2 separate regions of the Rattus norvegicus genome follow, and region 1 is linked to region 2. Evidence: chromatin contacts called from public Hi-C data. All regions are on one chromosome and are shown on one strand. The core of a region is the stretch at or near the end of the contact, and the rest is flanking DNA. Distances in the headings are between cores, read along the strand shown. Region 1 overlaps Nf2 (NF2, moesin-ezrin-radixin like (MERLIN) tumor suppressor). Region 2 has its middle 8.9 kb from the start of Lif.

The links. A called contact is a pair of places that touch in the nucleus more often than the background predicts.
Region 1: a contact with region 2 is called in a Hi-C map of the A7r5 cell line, with 7 times the contacts expected there. The contact joins two enhancer-like sites. A contact is called at or near these places in 2 of 12 Hi-C or Micro-C datasets (the A7r5 cell line and Schwann cells).

The regions. Positions count from the first base shown.
Region 1 is chr14:83,915,336-83,920,767 of GRCr8, reverse strand. All of the region lies in intron 1 of Nf2 (NF2, moesin-ezrin-radixin like (MERLIN) tumor suppressor), which reads left to right. Among named protein-coding and RNA genes, the nearest start is that of Nf2, 16 kb to the left of the region's middle. Within about 2 kb of position 2,182, at least 5 of the 93 cell types and tissues checked have an H3K27ac peak or open chromatin away from gene starts, as enhancers often do. A contact at or near this core is called in the A7r5 cell line, where this site is marked.
Region 2 is chr14:83,346,415-83,352,092 of GRCr8, reverse strand. No RefSeq gene overlaps it. Among named protein-coding and RNA genes, the nearest start is that of Lif, 8.9 kb to the left of the region's middle. Within about 2 kb of position 1,957, at least 22 of the 93 cell types and tissues checked have an H3K27ac peak or open chromatin away from gene starts, as enhancers often do. A contact at or near this core is called in the A7r5 cell line, where this site is marked.

The sequences.
Region 1 (5,432 bases), core at 933-3,432, 570 kb before region 2:
TTCCACTGAGCTATATCTCTAGTCCTTTATTAATTTTACTTTTTATTTGGAAGATAGGGGTGTCAATAGTGGTTGTCTAAATAAGCCTTGAACTTATAATCTTCCTGCCTCAGCCTCCCCAATACATGCCATTGTGAGAGAGGTCTGGCTTAGGAGCTTTTTTTTTTTTTTTTTTTTTTTTTTAAATTTACAATATCCGAGAAGGAATAACCATTTAGATAATATTTTGCCATGGGTTGGTTGTATTTGATAGTCTGATAATTTTGCCTAATGTTGAGGCACATGAAATTTTGCCTTGTTGAAGCTAGATAGATGTTTCTGTGACTAGGAGTGCTGGCTACTCTTCCAGAGGACTCCAGTTTAATTCCTAGCAGCTACATGGTGGTTCACAACCATCTGTAATTCTAATTCCAGGGGATCTGATGCCCTTTTACAGGTACAGGAGTATGTGCAGGGAAAATACCCTTCACGTAATTTTATTTATTTATTTATTTATTTATTTATTTATTTATTTATTTATTTATTTATTATATATAAGTACACTGTAGCTGCCTTCAGATACACCAGAAGAGGGCATCAGATCTCTTTACAGATGGTTGTGAGCCACCATGTGGTTGCTGGGAATTGAACTCATGACCTCTGAAAGAGCAGTCGGGTGCTCTTAACCGCTGAGCCATCTCTCCAGCCCTTCTTTTCTTTTTTATTTGCAGGGGAGAGTCTGAACAATACACATCATGCATGTATTTATTTATTTATTTATTTATTTATTTATTTATTTATTTATTTATTTTAGCTTTTTGAGACAGGTTTTCTCTGTAACCCTGGCTGTCCTGGAACTCACTCTGTAGACCAGGCTGGCCTTGAACTCAGAGATCCACCTGCCTCTGCCTCCTGGGTGCTGGGATCAAAGGTGTGCACCACCACTGCCTGGCTCTCCCAATTTCTTAAAATTAAATTAAATGTAAAAAAAAATGAGCGTTGTATCTTTTTTCCTGTTTTTGTTTTGTTTTGCTCAGTCTCGTAGCTCAGGCTGGCTTCAGGGTGTCCTTTATCGTTCTGCCTCAGCCTCCTGGCGAGTGTTAGGGATACAGGCATCAACACCTCTTCTGGCTTAGGCTTATGTTTTATCAGTACCAGACAATCCTTACAATAGTAAGGATTGTTATTTTCGGTATGTTAAGTATTGTAATCATTGCTAATTGCATATTCTCCACAGCATGTTATTTGATGAAAATTTTACTTTTCAGCAGTATTTATAATTACCATTTTTGTTGAATTAGAGAGTTCATAATACAGTCTATGCAGTCAGGGTTTTTCTTTTTCTTTTCTTTTGAGAATGTGTCTCATGTATCTCAGGCTGGCCTTGAATTCATAATGTAGCTAAGGTTGGCTCAAACTCTATTTTCTTTATTTAAAAAAAATATGTACATTTTTATGTATATATATGTGAGGGTGTCAGGTCCCATGGAAGTGGGATTACAGACAGCTGTGAGCTGCCATGTGGGTACTGGGAACTGAACCCAGGTTCTCTGAAGAACAGCCAGTGCTCTTGTTTTTTTCTTTTTTTTTTTTTTTTCTTTTCGGAGCTGGGGACTGAACCCAGGGCCTTGTGCTTGCTAGGCAAGCGCTCTACCACTGAGCTAAATCCCCAACCCCACAGCCAGTGCTTTTTTTTTTTTTTTTTTTTTTTTTGGTTCTTTTTTTCCGGAGCTGGGGACCGAACCCAGGGCCTTGCGCTTCCTAGGTAAGCGCTCTACCACTGAGCTAAATCCCCAGCCCCACAGCCAGTGCTCTTAACCTCTGACCCATCTCTCTAGTCCCTGTTGGCTGAAATTCTTGATCCACCTGTGATGGGATTACAGGTGTACAATACCATTCTAGCTATATAATCCACTTCCGCTTGTGAGCCATAAGGATCATATTAGCAGAGCCCAGTGTAAGGGAAAACGTTCCAGAAAGTACACATCAATGAAGCATTAAGTATTAGTTACATTCTTAGAAATGATTTTAAGTGACCAGAATGGGTTGTTAAAAGATTGACAGAAAATTATTCCAACAATGAAAAAAGTACTATCTGATTTACACAAAAGCATCTCAAACTCGTGGACTCAGAGGGTGACCACTTGATGACTGCAGAGGTTGAACCCTGGAAGAGGTTAAGTGACTTACTCAACACAGCGGGTTGAAGTGTTTATGGCTGTTTGACAGAGCTATGATTGCTCTCATGTTGTGAGCTAACATCCTCAGATGGATACTGTCTTCTTGGCTTTTGGAGGACAGGCTCTATCTTGCTTTTAAAACTCTATAATTGTTTCCTTTTTGCTTTGTCATCTGTTTGTTATCTGACTTTGAAACAAGTACATCCCCCTTGCTCCAGCACAAAATCTTGAGGTTACACAGTCATGGGGGAGTTAGGCCTACTTAAACTAGGTCACTGAAGTCACAGGTTGGTTGTGGTGGTAGGAGGAAAGATCTGGAATATTGATCTCTGGGCTCACTGCTGATCCAGTAGTCACTCTCCATTTGGGTAGGGAAGATGCCAGCAATCACAAAGACTTTTACTCCCTAAAAACCAGTAACTTATTTTGTTTTGAAAGACTAAAGACTGAATCAGAGTTTAAAACCTATATTTTGTGGCTTCCTAAAGTGCTGTGAATTGTTTCTTCCTAGTAGTGCCTTTTGTTCTGTGGAAAATTTTCTTCTTTGGTTCTTTGAGGTTTAGATTTCTTTGCTAAGGTATTTTTAGAAAAAGGGAAACAGTATGTGTCACCAAAGGGGGAAATATGTATCTTAAGGCCTAGTTGTGTAATTAGAATTTTAATAAGGAGTGTCATAAATTCTTGCTTCATTGCAATCATTACTTAGGAGTGTTCTACTCAGAAGCTCATCTAGCTATCATCATCATTATCATCAGCATCACCAGCCAACCACAGCACTTATGGAGTGTCCACAGATTGTGCAGCGCTTGTTTATATTCTGAGAGACTTAAAGTAAGAGTGTGCGTGCGTGTGTGCGTGCGTGTGTGCGTGCGTGCGTGCGTGCGTGCGGCATACCCTTGGCTTTAAAGAATTGGTGGTCTGTAGAAGAACTGGAGAAAAGACTGGAATCTTGGGAGAAGATAAGCTGATTTTTCCAATATGTGAAATACGTACTAACTTTTGCATGATTTTGGGTGGATGGTGAAAAGAATTGAATAGTTCTTAAAAAGGTGTAGACGCATGTAGCTTTGCTGACTGGGGTATGTGTAGACTGAGTTATAATAAGGTCAGATAATTGGTTGAAGGAGAGAAAATGCAATTGCTGGAAAGCCTTGCAGCAAATAGTCCCCAGCTCCAAAAAAAAAAAAAATAGTTTATATATACTGAGCACAATAACAGATGATTGGAGGACTGGAAGAAGAAATTAATTGCTAGAGTTGATTATAGCAGAACCTGACAGGGTAGGAGATTGGGAGTAGGCTCGTTTGTTTTTGGTTATTTGGTTGGTTTTTAAGACAGGGTTTCACTATGTAGTTGGTCCTAGTTGTCCTGAACTCGTTTTATAGACCAGCCTGGCCTTGAACTCACAGAGATCCACCTACCTTAAGTGCTAGCTAGTATTAAAGGCATGCTCCACAGCCACCAGGCTAGATTGGTGAATTTTTAAAATTGTCTTTTTTTTTTTTTCTGCAAAGAGAGAGTTTTAGCTTGTGATAAGGGATATAGGCTTCAGGACTGCAGAGCAGCCAGAGCAAATCAGATTTTCTGTTTTGTTCTTGTTTCTATTTGTAGGATTCCTTGTTCCCTATGGTGAGTAGTAATGTCCACATGAAGGGATGTGTCCCTTAGTTGCAAGACCAAAATGCGGGCTGTTTTTGTAGTTTAAATTCAAGGGACAGGAAAACCCTACTTTTGTGGTATAGTCTTACTCCTTTTGTATTTTTCTTTGATTAACCAGATTTTAATGAAGTTCATTTTTCACCTATCACATAGCAAGTTATCTGTATAATGTTAGGGAGCAGGTTGCTGGGGATTGATATGCTTATGTCCACCGAGTTGCACTCCTGGCCCCTAATAACTCTCCATTGTGTGTGTTCGTTTTGGCTTTTGATTTTTTGAGATGGTGTTGCTTTGCAGCTTTGACTGGCCTACAAATTGCTATATAGAACAAATCTTCCTACCTCACAGGATTTATAAGGAGTGCACCACCTGGTTGGTCGGTCTCTCTCTCTCTCTCTCTCTCTCTCTCTCTCTCTCTCTCTCTCTGTGTGTGTGTGTGTGTGTGTGTGTGTGTGTGTGTGTGTGTTCTGGCCTGAAACAGACACTTAGAGATCTGCTTGGCTCTCTGCCTCCATGTACTGAAATTAATGCTGTATGCCAAAATGGCTGTTGCAATCTCTCTCTTTTTTTTCAAACCAGATAAATAAATAAAAGTTGTATTAAGACTTGACTCTTATACCAACATCTTAAATTCACAAGCCTTCTTTAAATTTATTCTCATAGGCTATTTATGACTATAAACGTCTGTTGTGGATAAACGTGGAGAAGAGAATCACATTCATCTTGAGCTTTCCATTTCTGAAGTAATGGCACACACGGGGCACAGGCCCTGAGCCAGAGAAGCCCAGTCCTTCTGTCACACTCTCTGTAAGGAATCTAACCTTTCTGCAGTTCTTATGGTAAATGCCAGAGCAGCTTGTGAGCTAATTGGAAGGATCTGATAACCAAATGGGTTCTCTGGTTCCGCTTCTCTCTCTCTCTCTCTCTCTCTCTCTCTCTCTCTCTCTCTCTCATATCAATAGCTAAACAGGCGCACTGTGTGGCTGCTGGCTGATGGCCCACCTTCATGTTTGTGAAAGCCTTTATCCTGGTTCTTTCCAGTTCCGAGTTGTGTGTAAACTCTGAGGTGTTCTGTGGGTTCTAATTCTTTGCCATTCACATCTAGCATCCCAGTTGGGCTTACTTCCAGAGTTGAACCCTTGTTTTGCTGTGGCCTTTCCTCAACCTGTGGCCTAGTTTCCTCTCATCCTGCAATGTAGTATCAGTGTGTACAAGGAGTTTGATTGTCAGGGGCTGCACAGTGCTATCAGAGAAAAGAAAAATGCAGCGTCGAGACTGACAAAGTCAGAAAACAAATGGCAGTGTCAGGATTTCATAAAACCCTGGCCAACTGGTGAGATGGTTGTCCCGGCTAATAGACTCCAATCAACTCCCCGGTTATTGGTGCCATTTGCTTCCTGTAACTGAAAAGTGCTGCATTCTAGCTATGTTCCCGCAGTGGAGGGTGAGTGTTCAGTGCTATTTACTTAAAACATTCTAAAGTTGATAAATGACAAGTGCTTCACTCTGGGTAAAGCTTGTAAATCTAATGCCTATAAAAAATAACAAGCCGACAGCACTTAGTCCTGTTTATAAAGTTCATACACATCTGTCTTTGATGCAGGCGCAATATAT
Region 2 (5,678 bases), core at 708-3,207:
AGCCTCGTGTCATGAGGGCCACCGGCAGCTGGTTCCTTCCCCGCCCTACCCCTCCCACCCCGGCCACCCTGGATTTTTGGCACAGGGACAATGCTGATGTCAGAGCCGAGCTGTCAGCTTCCTTTCCCCACTGGGTTTTCCGAGAGAGAGAGAGAGAGAGAGAGAGAGAGAGAGAGAGAGAGAGAGAGAGACTGACTGTAGCACAGCTGCTATTAAATAACCACGAGTGTGTGTGTAAGGGGTGGGGGTGGGGGGTACTCATCGGTTTCCTGAACTTGGAGGCAATAAACAGAACAGGAAGCAACAGTGGACAGACACACAGGAAGCTGGAAGTTGGCCGCGGAGGTAGGGCCTGGCCTCATCTCTGTCCCCTCTTCTAGTCAAACTCACTAGGGCCACCTAACTGGACCAAGAGGTGACACTGGGGAGGTGGTCCAAGCCCTGTCTCAATGCTTGGTGCCAGGAAGACTTGAAAAAAGATCCCTCCCCCGCCAAGGATGTTAGGAAGGGGACATGTGAGGGAGAGAAAGAATGAAGGGTCCCATCCTGAGTGAGAATGGAGGAAGGGTTCCATCGTGAAATGAGGGTGGGAGAAAGACTCCTCAGGGCGAACTGTCTACTTTCTGGGAAGAAAAGAGTAAGTTTTGGACTCCTCAGGGACAGAAGCAGTTTGAGTTGCTGGGACAGTGGGACACAGCCAAGACTGGCTACCCTGTCAGGAAGCACAGCTTGGCTCTACTCTCACACCAGTCCTATACCCTGGAGCCTCTGCAGGCCTTCCAGGTCACAAGTCGGCATACCCACCAGCCTCAGGACCCCTCCCACTCCAAAAAGAGCATGCAGAATGCCCAAAAGACGTCCTAAGGACTCCAGCCCCACTCCCATTTCTCCTCTGACACACTTGGAAACTGAACTTGGGAGTTGAATTGTTCAGGGTCACAAAGGGTGCAAAGTTCTGCGTCCCTACCCCAGTCCACCCTCTCCGAAATAGGCCCAGGAAGTCTAATGGGTAGTTGGGGCAACTAGGAGATGCTCAGGGCAGTAAGATCTATCAGGGGCTCTGGGGCCAGTCATCCCAGGGGAGCACCCCCTTCTGCCTAGGTAGGCCAGGTGGCCAGCGCTTATCAGCCACAGGGCTCCATGACAAAAATCCGCTCTGATCTCCTGCCTAACTGGCCTCACCCTACCGCACCCCTGCATCCTGCTTCCGTTCCCTCTCTTTCCAGGTGAGACCTGTGCCTGGCATTTATCACAGTGGGTTCTGTGAGTCCCTCAGCTGTGGCATCTCCCCTGCGAAGACTTGAACCTGCAGACTGATAGGTGAAGACCGTCTTAGAGGGAAGATGGTTTTCTTTAACCTTAGCACCCCACCCCCACCAGACACAGACTCCTTGTCTATCTTTCCAAGCAGAGTGTGACTGTTAGCTGGAACAGAGGGGCCATGGACCCTGGAGTCTGTCAGACCTCCCTCAGATTCAGCTTTAGCTCTGTCACTTACAAGCCCTACCACCCAAGGCAGGTGGCTTCATCACTTAAACCTCAGTTACAATGTGTGCAAAATTGGTAACAGCGCCTTCAATCATAAGTTGGCAAAGCCACAGATACACCTTTATTACGGACACCTTTATCCGATACAGCTTCAAAGGTAAGACCCAGAGAGGGGATGCCACTTTCCCAAAGCCACACAGCAAGTCAGTAATCATATGTCCCGATGCTTGTCCTGGGCTGCCAAGGTGATGGGACTCCAGGTTTTCAAAACGAGTTTGCTTGTGAGGATTCAAAGAGGACTTATTCCTTGAAATCCCATTGCCTTGACTAGATCCAGTCATTGACTGTGGGGGTGTGGATGGGCTCCCTCAGTAACCTGGAAAACCGAGCTTAGGGTTCTTTGCCCTGTAAACGCTTAGCAGCTCCAAGCCCTGGTCAGCAGCGCCCCCTGCTGTCCAGAAGTAGCAGGTACAGTCGGCTCGCCGGCTCGCCGGCGCAGCCGGTACCAGTAGGAGGGTGGAGCTGTGTTGGCGGATTTGAGGAAGTGAGTGGGTGCCTGAGGTTCAGAATGGGGGTGGGCAGAGGCCATCCGCCAACACAGGGGAAGAAAGCTCCTCTTGAGGGCTTCCAGAGAAGCTTTGCCCTAACATCGGCAGGATGTAGCTCAAGAGATTGGCCACAAGGGGGTGCCAGAACCACATCTAGTGGTCAGTGAGGCACAGCCTTACCACGGTTCTGGGGGTAGCGGGTAGTGGCCTTTTCCTGGTCCCTGCTACCTGCTCCCACCTTGCCCTGACACTTCTTCCAGGCTATCCATTTTTCAGGGGGGCCACCCAGAGAAGGAAGATGAACTGCCTAAACTCACACAGCATGAACCAAATTCAACCCAGGGACACCTGGTTGTACAGACTGGTCACAGGCACCCCTTACTCCGTCCTGTCCCGGCACGGCATGACATGGACAGGATCCTGGGAACAATCTCCCATCTTTTTAGCAGCCCCTACCAGGTTTGGAGAAACAATGACAAGTTCGAGGTAAAGCCAGCCTCTCTTAATTTTGGATGCCAAGCCCCCAATGCAGGGCTCTACACAGACTTGATTTTTGTTTTCCTCTCTCTTTGTCACTGTCCTGGAGCTCGGATGCCCAGGTTCGAAGACCATCCAAGCTCTGATCTGGCTCAAGGTCAAAGGCAGACGAGTAATGACCTTGGCTGATCAAGCTCCCCAGGACACCCATGAAGGCCCCTGTAGACTGCTACAGCCTGTCATGGACAGGGACTGTCCTCAGACACTGCATCTATTGGAGGGTAAACGAGAGAGACCTCTGCAGGCTCAAAACTCACTGATCTGAAAATAAAGAAGGGAATCTGAAGTCCCTTGGGAATCCAGGAATCAAGACTACCTGTGGAATCAGGCTGACCCTACCACGATGGTAAAATGCAAGATTTGAACCCATGTGCTCTCTCCACTGTCCTTTACCCATCCTGTGAACTTTAACCCACAGGGCACTTTCACAGCTGGTCTTGCCAGCTTAGCCTGGACATCCTCCAAGAGAGTCTTCCAACCCTGTCTTACAACACATTCATTACAGATAAGGAGACAAAATCCTGGAGGGTTGTGTGGGCCAGCAGGTGCCCCTAATGCCCAGGGGAGCAATTGCTGGACCATCTACCCTCTTGAAGATAAGTGTGGGGAGCAGCGGTGCCCCTCCATACCACCCCTCAAGGGAATCCTACCGTGGTCTCGCAGCCCTCCACAGCTTGCACAGTTGTCCAGTCTTCAGGGCAACACCATCGTTGTTGGGCCCCTCTGCTTCCCTCTCCTGCTGAGACTTCTCTGGCGTTGGCTCCTCACCCTGCCCCCCACCTGACTTCCGTCTGAAGCTGGTGGCCTGAGGCTCCCCCCACTTCCACCCCACCCCCAAGCTGAGGACCAGAGAGGTAGACAGCCCACACCAGAGATGGAGCCCGACCCCAGGGTGGGAAAGGTGTTGCTGAGTTGCTGGTAGGAGAAACAGGGTTGGGTGTGGGGAGGGGGCGTCCCTGTACTTGATGCCCCTGGGCTGCGTGGCAAAGCCACTATGGCCTGAGTCACAGCTGACTGGGCCGCGCCTAGCCTGTCTGGGTGACCCAAGCCAGCATAAGGCAATGACTGGGCAGCTCTCCTCATGACCAGCTGGGGTCGACCTTAGGTGTTTTGACTCAGACCTGCCACGGGCTGTGTGCACAGCCACCATCCTCTCTGTCCCTGTCCCAAGAGCCTCAGGCCTATAGCTGCCCTTGTCCCACCCAGCCCCCACCTCATAACCCGGGGAGCTACCTGGCCCTTCTGATCTGCAATCAGCCCCAGGCTTCAGGGCCCCACCTGCTGTGGGACCTTCGGCCCTCCCTGGGCAAGCCCTGCCCTTGGGGACACTCCAGGAAGCAAGCTTTGTTGCTTGTGCTGAGGGCCTCTTGATCCACTGTGGACTGTGACCTTTTTCTTAGTGCTGCAAGGGGTTCTGTGGACTGCCCTGACGGGCCTGGTGTGGACAACCGGAAGATGATTGGGAACAGAGACTAAGAGAAGAGAGATACAGAAAAGAAAAAACAATAAGGGTGAGAGGGAGGGAGGGAGGGAAGGAGGAAAGTAGGGAAGGAGGGAGGGAGGGAGGGAAGGAGGAAAGTAGGGAAGGAGGGAGGGAGGGAGGGAAGGAGGAAAGTAGGGAAGGAGGAAGAGAGGGAGGGAAGGAGGGAGTGAGGGAGGGAAGGAGGAAAGTAGGGAAGGAGGGAGGGAGGGAGGGAAAGAGGAAAGTAGGGAAGGAGGAAGAGAGGGAGGGAAGGAGGGAGTGAGGGAGGGAAGGAAAAAAGAAAAGAAAAAAAGGAGAAGGTAAGGTATGAGGGGAGGGAGGGAAGGAGGGAGAGAAGGAGGCACTGTTTACAGTTTACAAACCTGCGTAGGACATACTAGCCTATAATTTCCCCAGGAAATCCCATCTTAGGGAAGTGAGCTCCAACAACACAGTGTGCAGAGAGAAAACTGTGGCTTGGCCTAAGAAGACAAGTAAGAGAAGGGCAGAGGCCAATTCATTTCACCTGCAAGGTCTTCCTTCCCCTCTCACTGAAGATAAATCAGGTTAAAGCTGGGATGCGGCTTGGCGGGGACATGGCCCGGGAATCCATTCTCTCTTTCACCTCCGCGGGGCCCTGGACATGCTACCAGGTGAAACATCTGTACTCACAAAGTCATTTTAAAAATTAAAACGGGGTGGAGGGTTGGAGAGACGGCTCAGTGGTTAAGAGCACTGACTGCTCTTCCAGAGGTCCTGAGCTCAATTCCCAGCAACCACATGGTGGCTCACAACCGTCTGTAATGAGATCTGATGCCCTCTTCTGGTGTGTCTGAAGACAGCGACAGTGGACTCACATACGTGACACAGGCTTTTAATTCCAGCACTCAGGAGGCAGGGGCAGGTTAATCTCTGTGTTATATGTGTATAGGTCAGTCTAGTCTACAGAGTGAGATCTAGGATAGCCAGGGCTACGCAGAGAAGCCTTGTCTCAGAAAACAACAATCCGGGACAGTAGTTAGCAAACGGCTCTGTGGGTAAAGTGCTTGATGCACAAGCAAAAGCCCCTGAGTTCAATTCTCTACATGGTAGCAGCCTGTGACCCCAGTCCTGGGAGGCACAGATAGATCTCGGATATACGTTGGCCAAGCAGCCTAGGCAAATGGTGAGTGTCAGATTCAATAAGAGATTGTAGTGTCCGGAAAAAGAAAGTGGATGAAGGGGTTGGGGATTTAGCTCAGTGGTAGAGCGCTTGCCTAGGAAGCGCAAGGCCCTGGGTTCGGTCCCCAGCTCCGAAAAAAAGAAGCAAAAAAAAAAAAAAAAAAAAAAAAAGAAAGTGGATGGAGCTGGGGAGATGGCTCAGTGGGGAGATGGCTCAGTGGGGAGATGGCTCAGTGGGGAGATGGCTCAGTGGTTAAGATATTTGCTGCTCCTATGAAGAATCCAGGTTCAGCCTCAGTAACCACAAGCTGGCTTACATAGCTCCAATTCCAGAGGGTAGAACACCCTCTTCCAACCTCCAAGGGCATCAATTGCTCAGACAGACACACAGACAGAGAGAGCACAATAGACATAAAAATAAATAAATCTAAAGGAATGAGAGGGCGGAAGGTCTGGAGAGACGGCTAAGGAATAGGAACACT